2 separate regions of the Mus musculus genome follow, and region 2 is linked to region 1. A link is a contact called in public Hi-C data. All regions are on one chromosome and are shown on one strand. The core of a region is the stretch at or near the end of the contact, and the rest is flanking DNA. Distances in the headings are between cores, read along the strand shown. Region 1 has its middle 70 kb from the start of Gm40287. Region 2 has its middle 140 kb from the start of Gm36372.

The links. A called contact is a pair of places that touch in the nucleus more often than the background predicts.
Region 2: a Hi-C map of the CH12 cell line shows a contact between it and region 1, with 3 times the contacts expected there. The contact joins two enhancer-like sites. A contact is called at or near these places in 1 of 39 promoter capture datasets (the C10 cell line), 3 of 15 datasets of contacts at CTCF or cohesin (embryonic stem cells, large pre-B cells and pro-B cells), 13 of 484 Hi-C or Micro-C datasets (B cells, the C10 cell line, the CH12 cell line and 9 more) and 2 of 115 datasets of contacts at active chromatin or transcription factors (astrocytes and large pre-B cells).

Annotation. Positions count from the first base shown.
Region 1 is chr12:15,534,142-15,538,378 of GRCm38.p6, forward strand. No RefSeq gene overlaps it. Among named protein-coding and RNA genes, the nearest start is that of Gm40287, 70 kb to the right of the region's middle. Within about 2 kb of position 1,865, at least 9 of the 459 cell types and tissues checked have an H3K27ac peak or open chromatin away from gene starts, as enhancers often do. A contact at or near this core is called in the CH12 cell line, where this site is marked.
Region 2 is chr12:16,372,874-16,377,110 of GRCm38.p6, forward strand. No RefSeq gene overlaps it. Among named protein-coding and RNA genes, the nearest start is that of Gm36372, 140 kb to the left of the region's middle. Within about 2 kb of position 1,913, at least 4 of the 459 cell types and tissues checked have an H3K27ac peak or open chromatin away from gene starts, as enhancers often do. A contact at or near this core is called in the CH12 cell line, where this site is marked.

The sequences.
Region 1 (4,237 bases), core at 615-3,114:
CTCTTTGTGCTGTGGAAGCATCTAAATCGCCTGTACTGCACCCTGCACCTCACCCCTTAACTGACAACAGGTTTCTTTTATCTGACTCATTACATTGATTAAACTCTGAAACAAGCTCACAAGCATTATTCAACCTAAGTGCACAACTTTGAGAAATATCAGAGTTCAGTCCCTCTGGCTTATTGTGGACAAAGACAGCAAGTTCCCACTGCAACAGTACTGAGCTATCTCCCATCGGGAACTTAGAGCAGAGGGAGTAGTCAGATGCTGATGATGTCAGCATGGTGTGACAAACATGCTTCCCCATTGAAGATTCCAGAGGTTTAGAGTTAAATTCAAGGGGCTCAGATTCGTGCAAAAGTAGTTTTCTTGCTTGCAAAAACTGTAATTCTGTGTGAGTGTGTGCGTTTGCGCATGCACATACATGCCAACACATGCTGCCGAGGTTAGCAGAAGGCAGTAGGTGTGGTCTTCTGTCTCTGTTCTCTTTGTTTCTTTGAGGCAGAGTCTCTTGTTAAACATGAAGCTTGTGTTTGCCCACTAGGCTGGCAGCCAGCGAGTCCCATTGGTCTTCCTTTGTGTTCACGGAGCTGGAGCAGCAGGCCACTACTGCATACCTGGCTCTTTCATCCTGAAGCTTGCAAAGCAAGCTTAACACAGCAACAGCTCTTCACTGCTGAGCCATCTTCCAGCCCCGCAAACATAGTTTCTGTTCTAAAGAACTGCACGGACTCTACCTCACAAAATGTCCAAGGTCTCAGCCCACTTCAGCTGGTATTAGGTCCTACCCTTTTGTCACACTTAAGGCTGTTGTGACAGTTCTAACACAAACACCCTCTGCCAGACTCATGTGGGACGTCTACAGGTTCACACAGTTTGTGCCCTAATTCCTTCAACCCCAACGGAAATCTCTTCATCTTTGATCACCAAAACTGTCACTTCTTCATTCTCTTCTGATTTTTCCACTATGCCTAATGTTTCTTGGCCCAGTTAATCTGCTCTTCTCTACCATCCACTGTCTGCCATGCCCCCCACATGGCGTTACCACCTACCTGCTTCCACCCCTGCCCTTCTTCACTCCCCACTACAGGTACACACAGAGGGAAAAGCCAAGGTTCTCTTTCCCATCTACACAAAGTCACTAACACAAGATACTTCCTAAAGCAGCAGTCAGCTTCTACTAGTGTGAATTAAAATAACAAACGATACTTAAGTGAATATACTGTATCAACCAATCAGGAAACATCTCAGTTTATAGTTGGCTGTATTGTGAATGTTACTTTTGAATGTAAATGTCTCTTGTAATCCCTGCCTTTCTGCCTACTGCAACAAAAGAACAGTCACTTTCTTCATCTTTTCCTTGGATACATCTTTAATCCCATCCGTGAACCTCTCAGATTCCATGCAATCATCAGGCAAGACTTTACCTAAAAAGCATTTTATTCCTCCAAGAACCAATGTTCTTCTGGATATATATATGCCCAGGAGAGGTATTACGGGATCCTCCGGTAGTACTATGTCCAATATTCTGAGGAACCGCCAGACTGATTTCCAGAGTGGTTGTACAAGCCTGCACTCCCACCAACAACGGAGGAGTGTTCCTCTTTCTCAACGTCCTCGCCAGCATCTGCTGTCACCTGAATTTTTCATCTTAGCCATTCTGACTGGTGTGAGGTGGAATCTCAGGGTTGTTTTGATTTGCATTTCCCTGATGATTAAGGATGTTGCATTGGAAATGTAAATGAGGAAAATACCTAATAAAAATATTAAAAAAAAAAAAAAGAACCAATGACCAATGTTCTTGAAGTTGCAGGAAAATTGCGAAAGAGATCACGAGGGGGCGCCAGAGCCACACTACAAGGCAATCCAGAGGCTGCCTCTCAGAAAGAGGTGTGTTTGCCTGCAAGCACATTGGTTTGCGGTTTGTATAGGATCTAGATTCTGTTCACTTAAGCTCACCTTGACGGAGGTCTGGACTTATCTATCACCACACCTGCTCGATTGAAAGCTGAGTCCCACAGGATGAAACAAATTTCTGTTTCTCAAGCCAAAATAATAATCATAATCATCATATAAATGGGTTATTGAATATGACTTGGCTCTGTTTTCTTGATTTGAAATCTAGCATTTCTCTGCTGGAAGGGGATTGAGAATTCCTCTACTTATCATTATCCATCTCCTCCCCACAGCATAAAACAGAGAGATACTGAGTTTGGAGAGAAAAGTTTGCCTGGTAATGATAGTCCGAGCAGTTAGTAGCAGCAATGGCGCTAATGGCAAAGCCCTGCGGTTCTAGAACCTTCGTTCCGTGGGTTTCTCCAAAGTAGCTTGAGTGTGCAGTCCCCACTATGTCCTCTGAAGCTCAGAGAAGTAAAATGCCTTCACAGGCTCTCCAGGGAGGTATGATGCTTTTAAGAATAAGTTGTCTTTGGTCTCCTAGTCTAATCAAAGGCTAATTATTTGATCAAAAAAGCCAAGATTTTCTGTTTAAAGGGCCATTCATTCTAAATTTTAAATCCAAAATGAATTTTTTTAAAATGTCAGTTGGATGTGTGTGTGTTACTGATTATAAGTAAAGAAGAATAGGTCATGAATTTGAGGATATGAGAGGAGTTAGAGGGGAAGGAGGAATGCAAATGATGCAAATACAGCACTCATGTGCACAATTTTTTAAAAAAGGATTAAACTAAAAAAGGGGCGTGGAACTAATACTGACTTGGGAAGCTTCCGTGTCCCTCTAAGCTGTGGGTTGCCGTGCGTCAAATGTGTCAAGAAAACACTCTCTCAGCACTGAATTATTTTTTAATGACGTGCTAAAGCACAGAGACTGTGAAGTCTTACTCAGGCAAGGCTGTGTGAAGTGCTCTGTGGCAGACAAGGGGTCCACAACCCCCCACATTCTTCCCTTCTCACATCTCTGCACGCATATGCCAGTGGAAGGAACAAGTCAGAAAAGTGAGAACTGACACAGATGGAATGAAGCAGGGGAGAGGGACCAGACTGGGGAGGAAGGAACCCACAGATATAAAGGGCGTGTGCAGGAAAGGCAGTCCAGACAAGAGCATTAACTGCTCACTGGTTGGACATGAGTGTAGTGTGTTCCCCGCTGATTCCCTGAGCTGAAATTGTTTCACCACTGTGAAGTATTATGGACACTCGGGCCTAGCATGATTACCAGGGGTGGGGGTGGGGGTCCATTTTGCTCTGTCACCAAAGTAGAGTCTTCATTAATGCACTGTGCTGTCCTTATAAGAAGAGAGAGGGAGACTGACCAGAGGACACAGAGCATCAGCTCCAGGCTTTTTGTCAAACCCCATATGGTAAGTAGGCCATCACCGGATATGGGACTTCAACTTTGCACGTATATGATTATGACCCCAAACACTCTTTTTAAAAAATATGAGTTACCTAATTTTAGTTTTGTTCATTATACTCACAGGAATCAGAATAATACAAAATTCAAAACATCATAGCAAACACACACACACACACACACACACACACACACACACACACACACATACATTACTCCAGCAATGCTCTACCTTATAAGGGGTCCATAGCCTTCCCAAACAGTACCACCAGCTGGAAAAATGAGTGCTCACACACATGAACCTGTGGAGGACCTTTCTCGCTCAAACCATCACTATACATTTATGATGGATTCATTCATCCACTCATTCATTACATAGCCAAGAAAGAAAAATTTTATATGTTGGCACTATATACTAAATCTCATCAACTAATTCATTGTGTTTCTTTTCTTTGTTTTTTTTTTAATCGTATTTCTAGTTTGCCTTCATGTATGTCTGTGTGAGGGTATCAAGTCCCCTGGAACTGGAGCAACAAACAGCTGTGAGCTGCCATGCTGATGCTGGGAACTGAACCCACTAGGGTCCTCTAGGAAGAGCTGTCAGTGCTAGCAACTGCTAAGCCATTGCTCCAGCCGTTCATAGTTTTCCAGATGCCACAGAGAAATGTGATGTGCAGATGCCTGGTTGAATCGCGGGACTTGGTAGAAGGGAGAATGTCATGTGAAAACTGCTAAGGATTGATTAATATTTGAGTGATTTCCATCTCAGACTGGAAATTCCATCTTCTGTGAGAGCTGCCAACTAGAATTGATCACCTAAGCTCAGTTAATCAAAACGAATGAAAAGGCTCACACACCTATAATTAATTATGACCTGAATGAGACTCCTAAACACCCTAGCCCATTCAGCTCACAATTTTCTAC
Region 2 (4,237 bases), core at 663-3,162, 840 kb after region 1:
CAGGGCATCACTATGGAGGATAGTGCTTCTGAACAAGAAGAGCCGTCTCTAAGCTGGTACCCTGGTGAACCTATATGGAACTGTTTCGCCTTGCAGTTAGGCTGGTGGTTTCTGAGATGTATGTGTAGGCTGAGAGAGATCAGATACCATGATGGCAAGGTCAGGTACTGAATCCTCTTTGCCATGAAGTATGATCTTAAAGCCAGTGTGACATTAAATCCTACATGAATAGATCAGATTTGCCTGTGATTTCAAGTTAATTCTAAGTGCTAAGAACTTTTGGGCAAAAGAAAGGCAATACCTCTCCTGGGCATATATCCAGAAGATGTCCTAACCGGTAAGAAGAACACATGCTCCACTATGTTCATAGCAGCCTTGTTTATAATAGCCAGAAGCTGGAAAGAACCCAGATGCCCCTCAACAGAGGAATGGATACAGAAAATGTGGTACATTTACACAATGGAATACTACTCAGCTATTAAAAAAATGAATTTATGAAATTCCTAGGCAAATGGATGGACCTGGAGGGTATCATCCTGAGTGAAGTAACCCAATCACAAAGGAACTCACACAATATGTACTCACTGATAAGTGGATATTAGCCCAGAAACTTAGGATACCCAAGATATAAGATACAACTTGCCAAACGCATGAAATTCAAGAAGAACGAAGACCAAAGTGTGGACACTTTACCCTTTCTTAGAAATGGGAACAAAACACCCATGGAAGGAGTTACAGAGACAAAATTTGGAGCTGTGATGAAAGGATGGACCATCTAGTGATTGCCATATGCAGGGATCCATCCCATAATCAGCTTCCAAATGCTGACACCATTGCATACACTAGCAAGATTTTGCTGAAAGGACCCAGATATAGCTCTCTCTTGTGAGACTATGCCGGGGCATAGCAAACACAGAAGTGGATGCTCACAGTCAGCTATTGGATGGGTCACACGGCCCCCAATGGAGGAGCTAGAGAAATTACCCAAGGAGCTAAAGGGAACTGCAACCCTATAGGTGGAATAACAATATGAACTAACCAGTACCCGGGAGCTCTTGTCTTTAGCTGCATATGTATCAAAAGATGGCCTAGTCGGCCATCACTGCAAAGAGAGGCCCATTGGACTTGCAAACTTTAGATGCCCCAGTACAGGGGAACGCCAGGGCCAAAAAGGGGGAGTGGGTGGGTAGGGGATTGGGGGGGAGTATGGGGGACCTTTGGGATAGCATTGAAAATGTAAACGAGGAAAATTCCTAATTTAAAAAAAAAAAAAAAGAAAGGCAACCCAATGTCTCAAACAGATGTGAATTTTACACAAAATTAATTGCGACCTTATCCAGGAAGAAAGAAATCCAACATTGAGATAGCTATCTTCTGTTCCTAGCTCTTTTGGGTCTTTTTTATCATAAAAAAAAATTTCTAAGGCCTTTTTTGGGTCTACTAAGAAAAGAATGTGATTTGTATCCTTAAACCTACTTTATCAATCTATATCTTTATTGATTTGCATACATTGAATCATATCCTACATCCATAAATGAACATAACTTGTTTATGATGTATAATCCTCTCAGTGTGGTCAGAGAAATTGGATTTGTCTATTTTTCACACTTGAGTGTGTGCCTTGTATGCATGTGCTTGCATGTTCATACATGCCCCAACATGAGTGAAGATGTTGAAGTGAGATCAAAGGATGACTTACAATAGTTGGCTTCAACCTGCTACTATATGGGCCTAAATCTAGTGGCTTCAGGGAACCCCCTTTGTTTGTGTCCTTTGTTATATCCAAGATCTTCCACTGGGACCTCAGAAATACCCCACTAGCACTCAAACCCTCAATGAGTACATAACCAGAATAGGGAACAGCAACCCTAGTGATGACTTACAGGGGTCAGAGTCTCTGCCCTTGTCTGTGTGGGAGGCAAAAGTCAAAAGGGTCTAGGAAAGAGTGAGTAATCGCCGTCCTGAGTGTCAGGTAACACACCATTCACGGTTAGCAAGATGAGTGGCAGGCAAGGCACCATTCACAAACAGTGAAACAGAGTCTGAATGGCTCAAACCTTTTCTCCAGACCTCCATATTAAAATTTGATTGTCACTGGGATAGTTTCGGGAAATGGAGCCTTTAAAAGGTATTTGGGCCATGAGGTTTCCCCTAATAAATATATTAACGTTGTAACCACAGGAGTGAATTCATTCCTTTCATGCTAAATTGCTTGCTTTTTCCTACTTTGGCCCTCTTTTCACCCCTCTCCCTCTCTCTCACCTTTTTTTCTTTGCCCTTTTTATTCCTCTCTCCTGCTCTGGCTTTCTCCCTATCCTTATCTCTCTCCCTCAGCACATGACACCCTGTACTAACCTCATCATGAGAAAGAACATAAGTCCTAACAAAGATGCCAGCATTTGATCTTGGTGTTCCCAGCCTCCATAGCTGTGAATTAATAAATTCCTTATTAGAAGGACTCCCAGGTCCTTCTAAGACAAAGACTACGAATGCATCCTGAGCCAAGCACATGTGTGAAGCGATGGGTAGTACATGGATGATGCTCAGGGCTCTGTGACTGACAGCCTATCTGACTTCACCCCTACAGGCAAAGCTCATCAATGGCCTGCTTCTCTTCAGATTTCTGTGGCTCCTCAGTAGTGACACTGCCCTACCCACAGCCACCCATGCACCAGTCTTAGTGGCCATTTGGGGGCTCTCTTTCCTGTCAGCCTTCTCATGCAAGAAGGTACCAAACCCTTCTGATGATTGTGACTACATACTTTCCAAATCGTTCTTGGCCTCCCTTCTGCCTATCACTGCCATAACTGGGTAACACCAGAACCACAGGGAAGAAAGCAGGAAGGTCAGTTTCATGATAGGAAAAATAGGGAAAGGTTTGTTGGAAGCCAAAACCAACAGATGCCCGCCCGCAGCACTAATAATAGTCAAGGTACCAAGCTTTTCTCATAATTTCTCATAAATGTTACTTTTCTCATAAATTATAGAACATTAAAGCTTACCCCTAACATAATGTCACTCGCATACTAATACATGACACAAAGTTGGAGAAGTAAGAGGGAATAAAGGTAAGTAGCTAGAAATGGCATCTGGGCATGGTGCTGAGCCAGTACTCATGTAGCCCACCTTTGTATTGGGTACTGGGTGTTGGGAGGAGCCTGATACCTGCACATCAACTGCTCTGTGTCACCTCAAAGCAAGAAAAAATTCCCCAAAGCAGGTCAAGCTCTGTAGCTACTAAGACCTTAAGTAGTTTAGAAGTAAGAGCTTTAGAAGTGAAATCGTATTCCATTCACTCACACATGTGTGCACACCCATGTTTGTGCATGTGTATGGTGTGTGTGTGTGTGTGTGAAGAGATAACCCCAGGTACCATTCCTCAGGTACCTTCCACTTTTTGTTTGAGACAGATCCTCTTGTCATTCTGAACTTTATACCAGGTGAGCTAGCCTAGCCAGCCAGTGAGCTCTGTCTCCCTCCTAACTCTCCAATGACAAGAGGCAAGCGCTGGCCACCATGTCTCACTTTTCTAACGGGTCCTGGGAACAGAACTCAGGTCCTAATAATCATGAGGCAAAGGCTTTACTGAATGAAGTATCCCTCCAGCCTCCCTGTTCCATCCTGAGAGGCTGCCCGTTTGACTCCAATCTCACCTTGGTTGACATGCAAACCTGAAAAAGACCTTTCCTTCCACATTGTGACTATTCAAGTGTGTCACTCCACCTCATACTCTCCCTACAGAATAAAGATCCCTTCCTTGCAAACCTTGCAGTCTTGATGGCATTTTTACATTTCTGTCTGGGAGTGTGTGCTGTGGTCTCAACTGGGAAAGTAATTAAGTTGCTGGTGCTACAACTGATACTGTTTCTTAAGTGTTTTCATTTAACTCTGGGGGCTGTTTAAGGAGTATCTGTTTCAACACACATAGCTTTTGTGCGAGGTGGGATGCACACTTGTGGAAATGGGACTGTCTGCCAGATTGTGTGGAGAAAATACTCAATTGAGTTCCACCTGGCCAGAAATCCATCTGCCTTGGTCATATGGACACAAGGTCAGTTCCAGGGTTGGCCCTGGAAACCATTGGTCAAGAACCTCTCTGCCAGAAGAGATACCAGACCAAAAAAAAAAGGTAAGTGGAGAAATTGATATCATTTGAAATAAATATTGATTTTTTTAATGATTATTTTCTTCCTGGAACAGTGACAAGGAAAGGTTTGGGGAAATGACAAGTGGTCTT